Regions from separate parts of the Sus scrofa genome. Here region 2 is linked to region 1. The links are chromatin contacts, called in public HiChIP or PLAC-seq maps. All regions are on one chromosome and are shown on one strand. The core of a region is the stretch at or near the end of the contact, and the rest is flanking DNA. Distances in the headings are between cores, read along the strand shown.

The links. HiChIP or PLAC-seq counts read pairs in DNA pulled down with a chosen protein or histone mark.
Region 2: an H3K27ac HiChIP or PLAC-seq map of alveolar macrophages shows a contact between it and region 1. The contact joins two enhancer-like sites. A contact is called at or near these places in 1 of 47 Hi-C or Micro-C datasets (skeletal muscle) and 1 of 2 datasets of contacts at active chromatin or transcription factors (alveolar macrophages).

The regions. Positions count from the first base shown.
Region 1 is chr1:167,530,504-167,535,500 of Sscrofa11.1, forward strand. LOC100626276 (a long non-coding RNA gene) reads left to right here. Exons shown (of 3, transcript XR_131319.4): 2 at 1-4,957. Among named protein-coding and RNA genes, the nearest start is that of RPLP1, 240 kb to the left of the region's middle. Within about 2 kb of position 3,233, at least 22 of the 83 cell types and tissues checked have an H3K27ac peak or open chromatin away from gene starts, as enhancers often do. A contact at or near this core is called in alveolar macrophages, where this site is marked.
Region 2 is chr1:167,836,826-167,841,723 of Sscrofa11.1, forward strand. The region is part of intron 4 of TLE3 (transducin-like enhancer protein 3); the gene reads right to left. Among named protein-coding and RNA genes, the nearest start is that of TLE3, 17 kb to the right of the region's middle. Within about 2 kb of position 2,841, at least 2 of the 83 cell types and tissues checked have an H3K27ac peak or open chromatin away from gene starts, as enhancers often do. A contact at or near this core is called in alveolar macrophages, where this site is marked.

The DNA of each region.
Region 1 (4,997 bases), core at 1,983-4,482:
CATATTTCTTACATGTATACTCTCATTGCAACCTCAAAATAACTCTGGGGTTAGGAATCCCATGGGCAAGTTTTCAGATGGGGAAACTGAGGCTCTGGGAGACCAAGCAGAGACAGCGCCAGGGCCAGCTTGCCTTGGACTGTGTCCTGCCTCTGACACTTGCCAGCTGTGGTCTTGAGTTCGTTGTTTCACTTTCCTGTGTCTCAGATGCTTTTCAATAGTGGGTCTAATCATGGTACCTACTTCCGTGGGCTTTCGTAAATTGATATCCTGCTTTCAGGGGCTTAAAAGAGTGTCTGGGATACAGAAAGCACCTGGTAAACACCAGCTGCTGCCCCTCCGTGGGGTAGTGTCACCTGGTGGTTTAGAACACTGACCTGGAGTGAGGCATTCTTGGTTTGAATTCAGCTACACCCATTCACTGTGTGAACTTGAGCGAGTGGCTTATTTTCTCAGTGACTGCTCCCCACCCCCCATCTACAAAGCGGGGTTATTCCTGATGGTTGAGGGTCCCTCAGTGAAAGCGTTAGTTCCCCGTGTGATCACCTGGAAGGGGATCTCCACTAACAAGCCTCAGGCAACCCCACAGAACTTTTTGTCTGATCTTTAATGACCCATTTTAAGTATGTTTGGACTTTCAAAAATTATAATATTGGAGTTCTCATCATGGCGCAGTGGTTAACGAATCCGACTGGGAACCATGAGGTTGCGGGTTCGATCCCTGGCCTTGCTCAGTGGATTAAAGATCCAGCGTTGCCATGAGCTGTGGTGTAGGTTGCAGACTCGGCTCGCATCCTGCGTTGCTGTGGCTCTGGCACAGGCCAGCGGCTATGGCTCTGATTAGACCCCTAGTCTGGGAACCTCCGTATGCCATGGGAGCTGCCCAAGAAAAGACAAAAAAAAAAAAAAAAAAAAAAAAAAAAGACAAAAAAAAATAGTATCATCAGAGGGAAGCTATGGCACCCAAAAAACCAAAAGCAGATTGTAAAAAGAAATAGAGCTCCTGAAAATGAAAATTAACAGACTCCCCCCAAAGTTTTATATAACATTTGGAACATGAGGCCAACTCTCCAAAAGTAAAACAAAAGGATAAACAGACTGAAAATAGGAAAGATAAGAAAATTGCAGGATCCATCTTCAGATATTCAGCATCCAAATAGTAAGAGTTCCAAAAAGAGGGGGGAAAAATGGAGACAACACAGGGGAGGCAATATTCAAGGAAATAATACCGAAATAAAATTCCCAGAACTGAAATCATGAGTTTCTTTGTTTGAATCCACCACATGCTTTACATAGCATATGACAGAAAGACCCACATCAAGGCAGATTATTGTGAAATTTTAGAATACCAGGATAAAGAGAATATTGAAAACTTCCGGAAAGGAAAAAATAAAAAGCAAAAACAAGACATGTATAAAGGATCAGGGTATGGGATAATGCTGGATTTCTCAACAACAGTCCTAGAAGCCAATTTATGCCCTCAGATTCTATACCCAGCCAAACTATGAATCAAGTGTGGGCTTCCCAGTTGCAGCACTGAAAACTAGAAGCAAAGAAGCAACATTTTCAAAATTCTGAAGAAATGTGATCTGCAATGTAGAGTTTACACTCAGCCAAATAACACTCCAGCAGAGGTTCTAAGACATTTTAAAAAATGCAAATTCCTCCCAAATCTGCCTTCCATTTTCCCGGACCCATGATGCTACGGGAGGGGGTGTTCTGCTAAAATGAAGGACTCCACCGAGAAAGAGGCAGATGTGGGAGCCATAAAGCAGGTGATCCAATGGTGGAGAAAGAGAAGGATTCATAAGAGGATGCCAAGAGATGCCAGGATTGCCACCACGGCACAGAGCACCATCTCTTTCTGCCACTGGCGCTGTGCATCCCCTGACAGTTGACTGACCCACCTGGCTTCCCTCAGTCACCCCCCACTGCAGCTCCTGGGCCAGCCTTCTCCCACTCTCCAACAGGGCAATGGAGGTTTGGGGAGCCCTCTGTGCCCCCATAGGAATTGAAGAAGATTCTGTTTCTTCCATCCATGGTCTCAGCTTGAACTCCCCACTGCCATTGCCTCATCTTTTAAACATGACAATTACAGCACCAATGTCAAGAGGTCATTGTGAGGATGAAATGATTGAATGTTTGCAAAGCACTTAGCAGGGCATCTGGCACGTGGTCAAGTAATGTTGGTATTTGTTAAGTGGAACCCATTATGTAATGATGTGAAGGTAAACTTGTAGTAGGTTGGAAAAACATCAGCTTAAACTTCAGCCACTGCTGAGGGGACTTCTCCAGCTCCCCATTGTCCCGTATACCTAGATACTCCCAAATGTGTTATTCTAGAGGCATCTCAATTTGTGATGCCCGTGTGGTTGGACCACATCATTTGTTGCAGAATGTGCTTTGGCGAGTCCTCTCCTCATCCTGCCAGGCTTGTTCTGCTGTCCTTTCCAGAGTCACCTTGACACCAACCCTCCTGTCCCACCCATCCTCCACTCTAGCCACCTCCTCCAGTCAGCCCCTCAGGGCTTCATCTGGACCCTCACTGGCCGAGCCGTCCTTCTAGCCTGTTTCTGCGCACTCCTTCAGTCTCAGCTGGGCCATCATTTCTGCAAAGAAGCCTTCCCAGGCCCCAAAGGTGACCCATGACACATTCTCATGACCACAGAGTATGCTTAATTCTTGCACTCAGCATGACCGTTGCAATTCGCTGTGTCTGTCGATCATTCATTTAACACACACTTGTTGCACGCCTGGCATATACCAGGCACTGTTCCTGGTCTTGACTGTACAGCGATGAGGCAAATAGAAACTCCTGCCACTGGCAGGGTGAGTGTATTATCCAGCAATTATTGGATGTCTTTGCCTTCCTAACCATTAGCTCCATTGTTAACGCGTACCTGCTGGAAAACAGGCTTTAATAAATATTTGCTGAGAGATAAGCCGCGGGGACATTGTCGCCTCTGCCAAGAGAGTGAAGATGGGGTTGGGGCACTATCACCCCCTTATGAAGCGGGTAAAGATCTCCGAGAGGCTGGCGCTGGCAGGAAGGAAGCGGAGGTGCTGACAAGCAGTTTCGAACAGTTTAGCAGGAGGTTAAAAGAAGAAAAGAGAAGCCCCACCCAGGTGGAAGGTCACTGTGGTTTCCTCGGCCATGTTCCCCTGCCCCCACATCCCCTCTCCAGCCCTGTTCTTCTGGCCATGCTTGTGACCCGCCAGGCCGGCCTTCCACATGAGCTGGGGCTCAAGGGCTTGCTGGGGTGGGTGGGGGTGGGGGGACGTTCGCCAGTGGGTAACCCCATGACTAATCCAGAGAAACTGTTCTGGCCCAGCGGTTCACCCCAGGCTTGTTTGTGTCTAATTTCCTGGGGCAAATGGGCCTCTTATTTTCACTTTGAGGTTTAGGGTTTCCCCTTGAGCTGGTGGGGAGACAGGCCAGGATGTTTTGCATGAGTGTGGAAAGTCTTGGAGTTGGAAGTTAGGGAGGAGGTGGATGCCAAGGGCTGGAGTGCTCAGCTGAGCCAGCCTCCCGCTGAGGGGCTTGGTGTAACCCTTATTTCTTCCAAGAGCACTTCGCAGGAGAATCTAGCAGGAACACCACAGGAGACAGAATGAGTTAGTTGTTCCCCCCCTCCCCCCAGGGGAAAAGTGGGGAGAAGACTAAGAATTCAGAAGCACAAAACCCTCTGTAGGTGAGAAGCAATAAAGAGGACCATCTTTGCACGAGTGCTGAGAGGGACACTGAGCTCAGCAAAGAGTATGCCTCTCACATGCGTTTTAGAAGGGAGCTGGAGGAACCTGGGCTCTCAAAGCACATCTCCCTGGGTTTGGGCCCTGCTCTCTTGCGTCTGTCCCATAAACAGTGTTTTTTGTTTTTCTTTTTTTCTGTTTTTTTCCAAGGGTCCACTCTGTGTTGGGCTCCAATGGTACAGACGCAAAGAGCTAAGCGCTGTGCTTTGTCTTTGAAAAAGTCTCTTAACATCCCTGATCCTCACGTTGCCGCCACGAAAATGTTCTTTGAGGCTCCTGAGGCTTACACAGGACAGTGGGCTGCATGTGAAAAAGGGCTGTGGCATATGTGATCAAAGAGCAGAACCCTCTTAAACATTCTCCCATTAACCACCCTGCCAGATTGCTTGAGGCTTTCCATGCCCCTCGGCACGCATTGTGCCCAGGACACACCAAACCCCTGAAGCTCGCGGGTATTCTTCAGTTTTCCCTGGGCACATCTGTTCCCATCCGTCGAGCTGTGTGTGCTTATCAAGCGTTACTTGTGTTTGCTCTCAACCTGTTCCTCTTACTCTAATTGAAGAGTGCAACTGTTATTCCACAAGGCAATGGAATATGAGGGCAAAAAAAAAAAAAAAAAAAAAATCGAGTTGCTTCTTCCTCAGCTAAGTTGAGTGCATGGGAAAGAATCAGATAGTTCACCAACTTTCTGGAGAATTTGTTGTAAGTAATATAACTGCAAAGGGTTGGGGGGGGAGAAAACCCCCATAAAATTGAATCTCTGGCTTTCCATTTTCTGTTCTCACTCGACTTGAAAGAAAACAGAGACTGAGTTGTCAACAGAACTTTGTGGGTATGGTTTTTTGGGGGGAATGATAACAAAGGGTTCCAATCAGTTAACCTAAAGGATTCCCTACTTTCTATGACTATTTGGGCCAAATGACACTCACAAAGCCAGCTCTCATCAGATTCAAGAGAGCAGGTCCGTGCCTTGAATATCTCTCAGTGAGCTGGAAAGGGAGGGTGTCAGGGCTCACTCAAGGCATGTGGTTAGGGTGAGCCCCTCAGATCTGGGAGGGGCTTCGTGGTCACAGGCCCAGAGTTCTTCCTGTAGTGGGTGTAGCCACCACAGCCCCACTGCCAAACAGCTGACTGGGCTCCCTGTGGATGCCGCTGGGTACTCACCGCCACTGAGGCCAGCACCTGGCTCTTTTTGAATTGTATTCTGGTAAGCATGGAGATTCCATTTTATCTCCCCTGTCTGTACT
Region 2 (4,898 bases), core at 1,591-4,090, 310 kb after region 1:
TCCCTGCAAGGCCTGGTCCAGAGCACAGCATCCTCTAGTTATGAGCAAAAGGGATCTTCTGGGATTTCATGTGGCCTTGCCTGGCTCAAGGCCTGGTATCCAGGCCATGAGGTGACCATGGCTGGGGTCGCTCCATAGAAGCCCCTCTCATCTCACCTTTCCACTCTTCGAGAGCAGTTTTTACCTCCCAACACCACACACATGAACCAAGCGCCAACAGGACAGATAGGGAATGTTCCAGAAGCCTGGGGTATCCACATTCAGGCTCTCTTCTGCGGCTCAGACTCAATGAAGAGCAACCTCCCTGCGTGGCAGGGAAGGACTCTGGCACACCATGAGTCAGGACTGTACAGAGCTGGGGGCCGGCAAAGGGGAGGGAGCAGTTGGTCCTTGTCCTTGGGTCTGGGTTCTGGGTTTTTTTCGGGGGTCGGGGGAGACAGTATGCAAATCCCATCCCTCCCAGCTGTGACTGTGTCATCACCTGCCATGGGTCACCATGCCCCTCCTGGTCTCCCCACCATGTGGAAGCAGGAATTGAGCCTTGGCCTCCTCTACCTAAGACCATCCAGCCCTGAGCACGGGCTCGGGGCACGCGGGTGTGTCAAAGAATGAACAGGAAAACTGTTCACTAACCGACTTTTTCTCTTAATGTTTATTTTTTGGAGGGTGGTGATTAACGGGAGGGGAAGCTCCTACAAACAGAAAGTTGGCCGGACAGAGGCACTCTTAACAACAACAATGATAATAATAACGGCGAGCATCCGCTGACCCAAGCTGTTCCACACATTTTAGGCGTGTGAGCTCGCAAGAACCGTATAGGGAAGGCGCGTCTTCTAAATCCCCAGTTCTCAGAGGGGGAAACTGACACTTGGCAATTAAGCAACCTCACGAAGCGACTTCCTACAAAGAAGCCAAATTTCGACATTTTGAGACATTTTGAGAGAACTCAGAGAAGTCTTTTTGAAAGAAAAACTACTGTCAGGGTTAATAATTGACAGCATTTCCGATTAGAACAGCTGTTAAAACAGCATTTGATCCAACTCAAACAAGCTCTAAACATCAGTTCCAAGAAAGGAAAGAAAAAAAGGGATCAAGACGTGTGACTTTCAACCAACGGGACGGGTCACAAGTCACCAACTGGAACAAGATCCTAGGTTAGAAAACTCTTTTTGGCAATTCAGGGCACCGCCACCCTGTTACCGATAAGCTGGGGCTCTTGGGCTGGGCCTTCATCCTTCCCTCCATCCTGGTCCCACAAAACCACTGCCTTTGAGTCGGAGCCTCGGAAAGAGAAGCAGAGAGGAGGCGGAGGCTGGGTGGCGGGACGACGGCTTCCTTTGGAAAAAGGTGTTTGCGGAGCCGGGTGCTGCCTTTGAAAGTTCCTTTTCAAGTGTGGTTCAAAGAAGGCAGCTTTGCTGGTGGAAAAATATTGTGCCTCAGAAGGAACTCACCTACTCACCACAGACAGAGAAGTGTGTGCAGAGACCCTGCAAGCTCGAGATCCTGAGCTCCCGAGTGGACACTGGGAGGACCATCTGCCTCCATTGTGGTTGTTAGGCAAGTAAATGACGGAGTACAAAAGAGTTGGGGGGCGGGGGGGGGACTGGTGTCATTTCCCAAAGAGCAGTCTGTTCCACGCCCGTAGGTAACTCCTGTTCACACCATCACCTCCTTGTTAAAGCAGGGCCTCTGAACATCTTACTGTACACAGAGGGCAGTGGGACATTCTCAGAGTGCACTGCTCCAGCAACGCCCTAGCATTCACACTAACTGTTGTTCCCATCCCTTGGGCCTTTGACTCAGGACACTGAATGAAGGGAGATGGGACCGGCTCTCGGTCCACACCCTGGCAACCTCTTGCTCCCAGCCTGCAGCACCTGGCCAGTCTTTGACTTTTTTTTTTTTTGAAATTATTTAACTGACTGCTCAAGACACATCTGACAGCCACTTCCACCAGATTCTCTCCGGTATTTAGTTTTAAACTGCCCTGTCAGCTCTTCGAAAATGCACACATTTTAACCTCAGCCAGATAAAAACAAGGAGAGGGAGGAACCTGGCTGCTTTAAAGAGCATATCATGACCCCCTGCCACACAGAGGTGACCTGGCCTCTATTCCCAGCTCTGTCTCCAATCTCGCTGTGTGGCTTTGGGCCAAATCCCTTCCCTCCTCTGGGCTTCAATTTTGTTGTCTGCAAAACAGAGGGACAAAGTGGATAACTCGTAAGATCCCGGAGCCATCATTTAGAGTCTGAGAAGGCCAAACCCTCCTCAGTCGCTCTGTGACATGTCGATTGCTCCAGAAAGTTCAGTAAAACAGAGCACAGCATGAGTTTAAAGGACAAGCAGAGTAAGAGGCAAGGCATGGACGGATGCTGGGTGTGGGCTAAGCTGCAGCTGGCTGGGGTTCGGTCCCAAGGACCAGTCTTCATAGCATGGCCCGTTCAAGTGCATCCATCAGCCTAACTGAGCACTACAGAGCAGAGCAGGCAAGAGGGTCCTATCTGTGTCAAGCAGCTACTGTCCACGTTCCTTCTGTGATTCACAAGAAGCTTTCGACAGTGAGGCAAGGGCTCTTGAAGATGTTTCACTTGGCGGGAAGTAAGAGCAATTCCCCGTCTATGAGACAGCACAGGGGCTGCCATTAGGGTCCTGATTTCACTTCTCAAACAAGGATCTCTTCATGGCATAGTCAGCACAGCGTGCAGTGATTCTGGAGACCCGTTTGTGGATGTGCGTAAGAATGAGATGAGGAAAAGGGACCTATGTGAGACCTGAGTTACACTCCAAGCCATGTGGAAATGGTGGTTTTCCAGCCAGCTCTGTGACTGACATGTCATATGACCCACAGAAAGTCACATCCTGGTGGCAGGGCCTTGGGTTACTCCACTGTGCACTCCCTCATGTGTGTCTGGGGTGGACGCTTGGTCTGCTCCAGAGTTCTTTTTGTTGTTGTTGTTGTTGATTTGTCTTTGAGGGCCACACCCACAGCATATGGAGGTTCCCAGGCTAGGGATCCAATGAGAGCTGTAGCCGCCAGCTTATGCCAGAGCCACAGCAATGGGGGATCCGAGCCATGTCTGTGACCTAGACTATAGCTCACGGCAACGCCAGATCCTTAACCCACTGAGCGAGGCCAGGGATCGAACCCATGTCCTCATGGATGCCAGTTGGGTTTGTTAACTGTTGAGCCATGACGGGAACTCCTGTTCCGGGGTTCTTGAATTTGAATCAGGTTTTACCTGGCCCTCTGACACAAGTCCTCAGATATTCAAGGTGAGTCTGCCTCATCTTGAATTAAAATCACAGGGGCTCAGGGAGAGGCTGGGGCTGTGCAGGAGGAATCGCCAGCAACCAGGCACCACAGTCACCAGGCAATCAAATATAGGAAGAATCCAGAACAAGGCATCGGGGCAATTTTAAGTTAAAATATTCCATTGCATTTCCTAGGCAATTCTAAATTGATAGGCCCTTAACTATTGGACTACAAGATGAAATTCCTTGCCAGGCATTTTCTCCTGACTGAGCTAGCAGAGCACTGAAATAAAGCAAGTGGGTGTTTTGTTTTGTTTTGTTTTTTTTCCTTTTTAGGGCCGTACCCTGCAGCATATGGAAGTTCCCAAGCTAGGGGTCAAATTGGAGCTGCAGCTGCTGGCCTAAGTCACAGCCACAGCAACATGGATCTGAGCCACATCTGCAACCTACACCGCAGCTCCCGGCAACGCCAGATCCTTAACGCACTGAGTGGGGCCAGGGATGGAACCCACACCCTCATGGATACTATTCGGGTTTGTTACTGCTAAGCCACAATGGGAACTCTGCACATGGGTGTTTTATCGCCCGTGGGAAGGAAGCCCAGAGACAGGAAGGGTCGAGGCCTCCAGCAAAGGTTCCCAGGCCCCACTCCATCTCTGCCATGCAAAGGCTCTAGGGGAGAGCAGCTCCCCGGTGTTTTTAAGAAGGGGGTGAATAAATGACCCACTTAGCAGCCGGGAGATAATGACCCCTGCTCCTGGAGGGGCTGAGGACATTTACATCACCGATCACTCAGTGATAGGTGAGCCTCCTTAAAGGCCCTTTTAGCACTGACATATTGATCAAATTATATATAACTACAACGCCATTAAATATTTATGCTTCCGAGGAAGCCTGCTGAATTCTTTATGCCGGGAGGGCTGGGAACAAGAAAAGGCCCAACCCTGGTGTGACCCTGAGGATCTGTCTCGCTGGAGAGGAAAAGGGACACTGGCTGTAGCCCCCATCACACAGGGTAAGGATGGCAACGAGGATTCCTCCCGCTCCTGGGCAGAAGAAAGGCGAGGGGGTCGAGGAGCTGAGCGCCATCCCACATGCTCCCTGGAAGAAATCCGACTTCCTTTCCTGTGCCCACTAGAAATCTCTGACATTTTCTGCCAAGAGTTTAGGAAGTAAGGGCATTGGGAATGGTGAGGCTGAGTGAGGGGGTGGGAGTGGCACGGGTCAGGGAACAGAGGGAGCATCTAGGCCACTGACCCTGGAAAGAGCTGGCAATGCAAAGTCCAGAGACCTGCATTCCCGCCCCGGGCGTGTCCTGCACTAGGGCCTCAGCGTCCGCTGCAGGAAGGAGGCAGATTTGGGTCCAAGATAATAATTAGCTCTCAAAAACCAATGAGGGGCTGTGCAAGTCAGGGCCCTGTCCTGGGGAGCAGTCAATGGCAGCCCAACGGGCACAAGGGGATGGACATCACTTCATGGGAGAGACCTGGGAAGACGACAGTAAGTCCCTCCCTGGCTCTAAGACTCGGAGACTTTCATTTCTCAAGACTCTCAGTTTCCATCCATTGGGCTTCCTGTTAACAAGATCCAATAATCTTTAAATATTTGTTCACTTTAATTTCTTGGTTCCCAAACACATTAAACTC